Regions from separate parts of the Hordeum vulgare genome. Here region 1 is linked to region 2. A link is a contact called in public Hi-C data. All regions are on one chromosome and are shown on one strand. The core of a region is the stretch at or near the end of the contact, and the rest is flanking DNA. Distances in the headings are between cores, read along the strand shown.

Region 1 (4,399 bases), core at 1,530-4,029, 71 kb after region 2:
AACAAAGACGCAGCACACCAGCTTGGATGGTAGTCTACGCTCCATTGAAGTAAGGCATGCCTTGCATGTCCTTTGCAAATTAAATACGAGGAACTGCTTCCTGCTGCCGAGTGCCGACCTAGGCTTAGACCCTGTTTGGTTTAAATAAGTCAGCTGACTTAAAACCAGTGACTTATAAGTCACGGCTGTTTGGTTGTCACGTGACTTATAAGTCACCTAACCACACCTTTTCATCCTGTTTTTTTTTTCCGCCATTCTTTGCTTCTAGCTGTGGCCACCACATGCTTGCCGCTGCGTCGACGGGGAGGAGCCTCCTGGGACTGCAGAAGCCGACAGGGCAGGAAACGCTGGTACTCCGACAGGGCAGGAAATGCCGCCGCCTCGGGCCTCCAGTCGCCGCGCCCAGTGCTCCAGTCGCCGCGCCCAGGCATCCAGTCGCCGCGCCCAGGCCTCCAGTCGCCGGGCGGCGAAGCTCCTACCAGCCATGGTGGAGACCGGGCGGCGAGCGGAGGAGGCGAGCGGATCCAGGCGGAGGCGAGCGGATCCAGGCGGCGGCGTGCTGGATCGGAAGGATTCCAGCCGGGGCGAGCTCGCGATGGAGGGCGGCGGCGGCGAGACCTGGGGTGCGCGGTGGGGAGGGATGCGGTGCGCGGTGGGCGAGTCCTGCCGCTGGGCGGATCCGGCCGGGGCGAGCTCGCGATGGAGGGCGGCGGCGGCGAGCTCGCGATGGAGGCTGGGGTGCGCGGTGCCTGGGATGCGCGATGGGGAGGCGTGGGGTGCACGGTGCGTGAGGTGCGCGGTGGTCACGGGTGGGATGGGCTGTGGGCTGGCTGAAAAAGTGGTGGGACCCATCCAAAAGTAGGTGACTTATAAGTTTTAAGTTGGGGTGGAGCAACTTATGACTTATAAGTTGGGGTGACTTATAAGTTGGACCTGTTTGATAAAATAAGTCATTTTTTACACTTTTTAACTTATAAGTTGGTGACTTATTTGGAACCAAACAGAGCCTTAGGCATCACTCATCAACCAATAGGACTGGGGTGGTTTTCCTTTTCTGGTTGAGAAGATACGAATTTACTCCCTCTGTTCTTAAATATAAGTCTTTGTAGAGATTGCACTAGTGGACTACATACGGATATATATAGACATAGTTTAGAGTGTATATTCAATCATTTTGCTCCGTATGTAGACATCTAGTGAAATCGCTTAAAAGACTTATATTTAGGAACGGAGGGAGTACTTCTCATGATCAGTTTGGTCGTTAATTGCTGAACCGGCGGCCGCCTTTGCAGGGGAGGAGGAATTTGGGAGTTGGAGCATGCGTAGCCGTCCGAAGCCACGTGGGTTTACCCCGCCTATCGCTCGGCCTAGGGGAATTTGGACATAAATGGCCAAACGATCAACTAACCCACGCTTCGCTTATGTAGGTCTGCGAGTATTGGCCCAGATGCCAATTGGTAAAAATATACACTGATATAATGCGGGAGCAACTAGTTAGCGAGCATTCTTTCGGTAGCCTTCCAACTATCACTTCTGCGCGTCATCACTTGACGCGTTCTCAGCCGTCGTCACATGTCGCGTTCTGAGTGTTCTCTTTGTATTTTATTTTTTTATTTTTTCACACGTGTTTTCGACTATTAAAATGGTTTTTTTCCGTACGGCCGTGCCTCTCGAAAAATGAAAGAACGTGTTTTTTGAAAAAAAAATTCTGTGAGAGGCACGATTTTACTTCCGCGAGAGGCACGATCATGCCTCTCGGAAAGGAAAAAAAATGTGTTTTTTGCTTTCTCTTTTTTTCGTGAGAGGCACGGTTTTGTTTCCGCGAGAGACACGGTTTTGCTATCACGAGAGGCATGATCGTGCCTCTCGCAAAGGAGAAAAACGCGTTTTCTGCTCTCTCTCTCTCTCTCTCTCTCTCTCTCTCTCTCTTTCTCTCTATTTCTGCGAGAGACACGGTTTTGCTATCGCGAGAGGCACGGCCGTGCCTCTCGGAAAGGGAAAAACACGTTTTCTGCTCTCTGCTTTTTCCTCGAGAGGCACGATTTTGTTTCCGCGAGAGGCACGGCCGTGCCTTTCGGAAAGGGAAAAAACACGTTTTCTGCTCTCTGTTTTTTCCTCGAGAGGCACGGCCGTGCCTCTCAGAAAGGAAAAAACGCCGATTTTTTTAGCTGGTTTTTTTCGTGAAAAAAGTTTGTCAAAACCTATTAACATAAGATCTAGTTTTGAAGATATCGGCGTGAGAAACCCAACGGTGAAAACAGTTCAAGATTTGAACGCACGGTTTAAGAAATAAAATATTTTAAAATACGGATCTACAAAAAAAAAAAGACATGCGTGCCACATGTCGCAATCTGAGAGTTTTTCCTTCACTACATGTAGTGCGCCACTTTCGCAATCTAGAAAGGTAGGAGTAATCGTTCTTCAACTTGTTATTTCGACACAATACAGGTCAATAATAAACACAAGCAATCTTTTGGTTATACCACATGTAACCAGCTGCTTTCAGCCTTTCACGCGGCCACGCAGGTTTTATCTGATGGTGTTTGACTTTGACCAAAACCCCAACTATGCACTTTTGTTTAAGTATATTTTGTTGGTTTATTAAAAAATCATCTTTCCGTCAAGCTCGCCTTAGCTAGTTACGGTGGCAATAGGTAGACGACTAGACGTCCATGCTCACCATGCATGATTGATCTGCATGGAAGGCAATTATCAACTCTACGTGTAGATCATACACAGTTCCAGCGGTGACAAATTCGCATGCTAGCTAGATAAAGGTGACGCGATGTGTTCCACCATCAGCTGACAGTTAGGTCACAAGTCATTTTCTTTCAGAGCCCAGGATCATGCGTTAGCGAGTCGCTGTCCCTCAGCAAGAAACAGGGTGTGCTAGTTGCTGACCGATCGACCAAACCGACAAAATGGTAACTGCGGTTTCTGATACAGAAGACCGTGAAAGTGTAGCGATTAAAATGAATCAGTTTGTGACATACAAAATCCAAACGGCGAACTGCTGTCAAAAGATTAGAATTTGACAACTCTTAAGCAAAAGTCGACGATTGATGTTTCATTTCACCCATCAAATGATGACTATATAAAAGAAAGATGCAGGTGTGGACGTGCTAACTTGCTAAGGATTGACAAAACAAATTGGGAATCGTTTCCCACCCGCGCGCCGGCCGAACCGACGCGTCGGCCGTCCCTCGCGCGCGGGCTTTGCAACATTTTTCCCACTCACACGTTTCGTTGATTAATGGATGCAACATTTTTTATTTAAATTTGTTGCAATCAGCGTTATTTTTGCTGTAAATATTTTTTTATTATTTTTTTGTCCCAGTAAAAAAAACTACATATACGTTTTGTTGCAACTCCAGTTCGTGGGATTTTTGTTACAATCGATGTTTTTTTACTTTTGCTACAACCGTATTATTTTTTGCTACAACCGGCATCATGTTTTGTTGCAACCGTTCACTAAAAAAGTTGCATACACGTCACGTAAATATTTGCTACAACCGGCGTTTGACTTTTGCTACCACGTACCATCAGCTTTGTTTTTTTGCTACGATCACGTAGATATTTTTTTGCTATAAATTTTGTTTTTTGTTGCAACCGTTGAAAAAATTGCTGCATCGCATCAAAAATTTGCTGCATAGGAAGAAAAATGTTGCATGCGGATCCAACGGTGCAGACGCGCGGGGTTTGGTGGATCCTACGACCCGCACGCAGCCGACCGAAAGTTTGGCCGGCGTGCCGGCGCAGATCACCCCCAAACAAATTTCTGGCCAGAACCCCACACAAGGTTCCCCACTTCGTCCCAAGCCGCTCGCGTGGGCGACTTCGGAGAAGCAAACCTAGCTAAGGCCAGCAAACGCTCCTTCCCCGTGATCCCATGGCCACCGCCCGGCTGTCGCGACTAGGCCATGAAGGCAGCGATGCTCAGCAAGCAGGTGTTCAGCGAGTGGCGGACGGGAATTGCTATGGTGGATAGCATGAGGTGTGGTGTCCTCATGGAGGCGCCGGCGTAAACCAGATCTGATACCGATCTAGGTCTCATGGTCGTGGTTGTTGCAGGGTTGTCCGCCTAGATGTGGTGTTCGCGGCCCTTGGTCGTGCTGGAGGAGTGGAGGTGGAGGAAGGTACGGAGGTTCGGTTTCCCGGCAGTGCAGGAGATGGAAGATGGGTCGTGTGCCCTTGGTAGTGCGGGGTGTTCGTGTACTGTTATGGTTAAGATGGTGAGGTGTTGTGGCGTAGGCGGTGGAGTGATCCAACATGGGCACTGTTGCCCCAATCTGATAGGAAGGGTTGGAGGTGTGCGACATTGCACATGAAAATCATGGCCATCTTCAGTTGGTGTTGGTGGTGACGACGGGGTGTCGTTCCCCTCTTTGGTGGTCGCACA
Region 2 (4,535 bases), core at 1,309-3,808:
GGCTTTTCCTCTGTTTAGCGTCAGCACGGCTCAAGTTTTTCCGGAAAGGAAACTGAACAATCCTAAAGCGGCGGGTGCGGAGCCCGACGTGGACAGGAAAAGCAAAGCCCTCTGCTCAATTAGCAAAACCCTGCGGCTTTCAGGCGGGAAATTCCGCCCCCCCTGCCCTGCCGATCGATCCAGATGCTCGGCCATGTGAGTGAGGGGCAGGGCGCCCTCGCTGATCTCCAGCCATCATCATTGCGGGAACCTGATCTACTGACTGGCTAGGGGTCACTCGATCCAAAACTAACAAGTGGACTTAGTCGATGATGAACAGCGACCTGTGTTGGGGCTACAATACATACCTGTGGATCTCAGTCCACTCATCACAGTCTGATTCGTGGATGGATCGCAGGTTGCCAAGTAGGTAGTGGAGTGTATGAACAGGTTTGATTTTTGCATCTGAGCGCGCCTAATGCCTGCTCGAGCTAGGCATGGTACGGAGGTGTGGATCCTACATGGCTTCTTTCGGGGAGCAAGAAAGTGTATAAGCCATGTGAGACATTTATTCCCCTTTCTTAAGCAACAACCGTATAGTGTTTGTCGTCGTGGGAGTGGGGAAAAAAAGTGTACTGTTGCGAATACTCCTACTTGGCAGCGCGGGACTGTTCGTGTCTAGGCGTACTGGTTTCAGCGAGGAGGGGAACATGCACGGTCATAGGGCTAGCCCGGCCATGGTAGCACGGCTCAACCACCAGCACCAACTTAATTTACTGATCAGCCATGGAGGGGTCATCCAGTGCCGGAGGAATTGAAGATGTTGATGTGCAAATTTCGTACTACGTACTTATTTCTGAAAGCAAATTCTTCTACGTAGCTTACTAAACTAGTAATCTAATAATATAAAAAACGTTTATAAATTACTACTTATTAAACTAGTGATTTAAACGTTTTTATGTTAATCTGCGGAAGGAGGGAGTTCGTGACAATAGTGGAACAAGTATGTACCTTGGAGGCGAGGACCTGGAGGCCGGCATACTTGACGTCCCAGCTGAACTCGGTCATGGCCCATCCGACGCCGCCGAAGCAGTCGGCCTTGTCGACGGCGTAGCGGAGGAACTCCTCCTTCCCCGTTGCCCGGTGCAGCCAGAAGGCCGCCCACAGCAGCTCGTCCCGGTACCCGCTCACCGACGCGTAGAAGCTCCGCACCTCCGCGATGCTGCTGTCGTAGTTGCCCCTGTACCTGTCCCCGAACTCGAACAGCTGCACCGGTCGCAGTCAGAACATAGCATACAGCTAGCTACCTTGTCCCGTGCTGGTGATGAGTTATTATAAGCACGTAGAGGACGTACTTACCTGTTTCGCGTGGTGGAGGAGGATGTCGGAGTAATGCGGGTTGGAGGCGCGGAAGACGATGGAGGCGGCGGCGAGCGCCGCGGCGGTCTCGGCGACGAGGTCGGAGCCGGGGTTCTCCTTGTCCACCCGGTACGCCTTCCGCGACGTCGTCATGTCCTCCGGCCGCTGCCAGCAGTAGTGGTCCGTGTCGCCGTCCCCCACCTGCGGGGCCCGTCTCGTCAGACATCCGCCCGCCATCATTCGCATCGCAGCAGTAAATTAATGGCAGTCGCCTCGGGCATCCGCTTTTCCCGTGTCGCCTCGAAGCGGTCGCGCGGGCGATCGGACGCCGGCCGTCGTGGCGGTAAAACAAAAACAGAAAGAAAGGAAAATGGGCGACGTTCGTGCGTGCGTTGGTACCTCGGCCCAGTAGACGAAGGGCTCGGTGTGCGCCTTGATGAAGTAGTCGGTGCCCCACTTGATGGCCTCCAGCGTGTGTTGCCACTCGCCGGCGGCGGCGATGTCGTCGCCGAACTCGATGGCGCCCCAGGAGAGCATGGTGACGGTGAAGGCCATGGGCAGGCCGAACTTGACGTGGTCGCCGGCGTCGTAGTACCCGCCCACCAGGTCCACGCCCTGCTGCAGCCCGTCGGTGATCCCCGAATGCCCCCGCCACCTCACGCGCTGGTTGTACGGCAGCCGCCCGGAGCGCTGCGCCTCGAAGTAGAGCAGGCTCTTGGACAGCGCCTCCCGGTAGTCCGGCTCCGCCTCCGCGTCGGTGGTCACCGCGGCGCCATCGCAGCCGAGGGACAGTGCCAGGACGGCCGCCTGCAGGAGCACCACCGCGGCGACCACGGGGCTACCAGCTGCCCGCCGGATGCGGCCCCGGCTCATGGCGCGCAAGCGCGCGCGCGCCGACGCACGGCAGCGCGTCGGTCACACGCTTCCCAAAGCAAAGCCCGCGATCAAGGCCCTTGTGCTCAGCCGGAGTGTTTGCTTCCTGCCCCGGTTTCCAGTGGCGACCCTTTCTCTTTCCCTTTATCTATATCTTTGAAAGCGTCTGACTCCCTGATCCGGGCTGGGGTGTATGCAACTGACGCTATTATGCGCGTGTAAGCACGCAAGCAAGCGAGCCAGTGAGTGTCAAAGTCTTTCCAGGTGCGCGAGAAATGACGGGCGGGGCCCGCGCACGTACGTACCACCGCCGCCGTCTATACGGCGTTGGCGTACCCCACGCGACACGTACGCGCGCGGCCTGTGCGCTGGTTTACGTGTCCGCGGCGCGCTCCCGCGCGCGGCCAAATGGGTGACGACTGACGAGACGCTTCGCCGGTGCCCGCGCGCTGCCTAGCGTAGAGCGCTCGGCCACGGCCTCGGCCTCGGCGGGGCGCGGCACGGAGCGCGACCCGGTGGGTGTGGGGAATGGAGATGGGAGGGAGGGTCAGTGGTTGGACGGACCTGATCACCGCTCCGGCGGCTTGATTGTGGGTGAGCGACATTAATACTGACTGGCGAAGTGGGGGAGGGGATTATTGACCGGCCGTGCAGGGGCAGGCAGACAGGCATCGAGTGAAACAGGGCGTGCTCCGAGCCCACGCTACGCTCTTGTTACCGGCAGGCCACGCGTACCCAACGCCCACCGGGCTTCATTCAATGGCGCAGCCGAGGCCATGATAAACAAACGTCGGTAGTACGTTGGTAGGGCATGACAGACGGTGCGGCCTGGCATGGGCGGGGCGGCGCGGCGCGTGCGTGCCGGATGGCCGCGGCCACGGACAGATCGGATGAGCTGGGCTCTCGGCGTGCGTGGTGACCACGGTATACGCGTACGAAGCTCCGGTAAAAAAAAAAAAAGAGTGCGCATTGGCTGGCAATGCATGGCGCGACCGACGGAGCGAGGGTGCTCCGCTCGAGCGCCGACGAGCAGATGCGGACGAGAAATGGCGTATGGAACAGAAGCCACTATTAATCAGGACGTGCACGTGTCGGTATCCACCAGCCATGGCGGGAATCGAACTGGCAAGCAAGCAAGCAAACCGAAGGTGACATCGCGCGGCGTGGACGCGCCTCGATGCCGACGGCGCTCTCGCGAACTGCGGGATGTCACTACGTGCCCGCCGATCCGCCGGTCGCCGGCGACCATGCACGTCCTGGTCTCGACCCACTCACGCCCCCCACCGGATCTGGGCGCAATAATCACGGCGATCCATCGCACACGCATGATGGTTTCTACGGCCCGCCTAATTGACTCGGTTCGCCGGCCGCCCGCCGGCGCCGCTCGTTACGTGTCGTCGGCGCGGAACCTTTGCGCGGTCTGGACAGCATTTGGCAAGCACGTTCTTGCGACCGCCTACGTGCTGAGCCCCGCGCTTCCCATTTTTCCCGGGCGCTTTCAAAGCACTGTGGCCAGTCGCGGAGTTTTGCCGGGTTTAGCGTGACACGTCGGGGGAGGGTGATCATTGCCGATCGGTGCGACGGAGACAGAGCCCATTAACCATCGCGTAGTACTACGCGAGATGGTGATAACCACATGTCCATGATTAGCTAGTTTCAGCGACCAACTGCGCGAGATTTCTGTTTCAGAGGTGTGGTCACTTTTGTCCTCTCATAGTGTGGATAATTAGAACATTTGAAAGCATTTTAGAGCACTGATTTTTTTCCCCACACCTTCCATGTGATCTCATGATCGTTTTTTCATTTTCTTCTTACTTTACTCTTCATCCAAACTCGAGCTCAAAACGGTACTTTTGCTTCCTATTATATTCTTAGGGAACGTTTCGCAGCTAACAATTTCAGTATAACTGTTGTCCTCAAAAAAATTTATACAATATTTTTAATAAAAAATCATATCAAATATAAATTTAAATTAATAATAGCATAATGTGACAACTTCTAAACAGTAATATCATACATACAAGATAACTGTACTCATCGTCGCCTAAACCAAGGACATCATCATAATAATAGGAGAGGGCGGCGTCATTACTTTAGGCTTGCACACGGACCCGACGAAGCGGTTGCTACTCTAGATGACTCGCCCGCATGAGTACGATTCAACAGTGAGCTCGATGTCAAGAAGACCGGGGCATAGGAGAGGGTGGCGACAACAACCGTCAAGGACAATAGGTGAATCAATCGTAGAGCTAGTTGCCAGTTTCTTGCCTCTCCTCGTCTTGGAGGAAATGATATTGGTCTTAGAGTCTTTCAGATTCTTTATA

What was found. A called contact is a pair of places that touch in the nucleus more often than the background predicts.
Region 1: a Hi-C map of leaf shows a contact between it and region 2, with 4 times the contacts expected there. The contact joins the enhancer-like site here to the promoter of LOC123398024 in region 2. A contact is called at or near these places in 2 of 6 Hi-C or Micro-C datasets (both in leaf).

Annotation. Positions count from the first base shown.
Region 1 is chr5H:420,493,127-420,497,525 of MorexV3_pseudomolecules_assembly, forward strand. No RefSeq gene overlaps it. Among protein-coding and RNA genes, the nearest start is that of LOC123398024, 70 kb to the left of the region's middle. Within about 2 kb of position 2,780, at least 2 of the 3 cell types and tissues checked have open chromatin away from gene starts, as enhancers often do. A contact at or near this core is called in leaf, where this site is marked.
Region 2 is chr5H:420,422,746-420,427,280 of MorexV3_pseudomolecules_assembly, forward strand. It overlaps LOC123398024 (endoglucanase 22-like), which reads right to left and starts at 2,559. Exons shown (of 4, transcript XM_045092537.1): 1 at 1,738-2,559; 2 at 1,339-1,539; 3 at 991-1,245. The coding sequence starts at 2,211.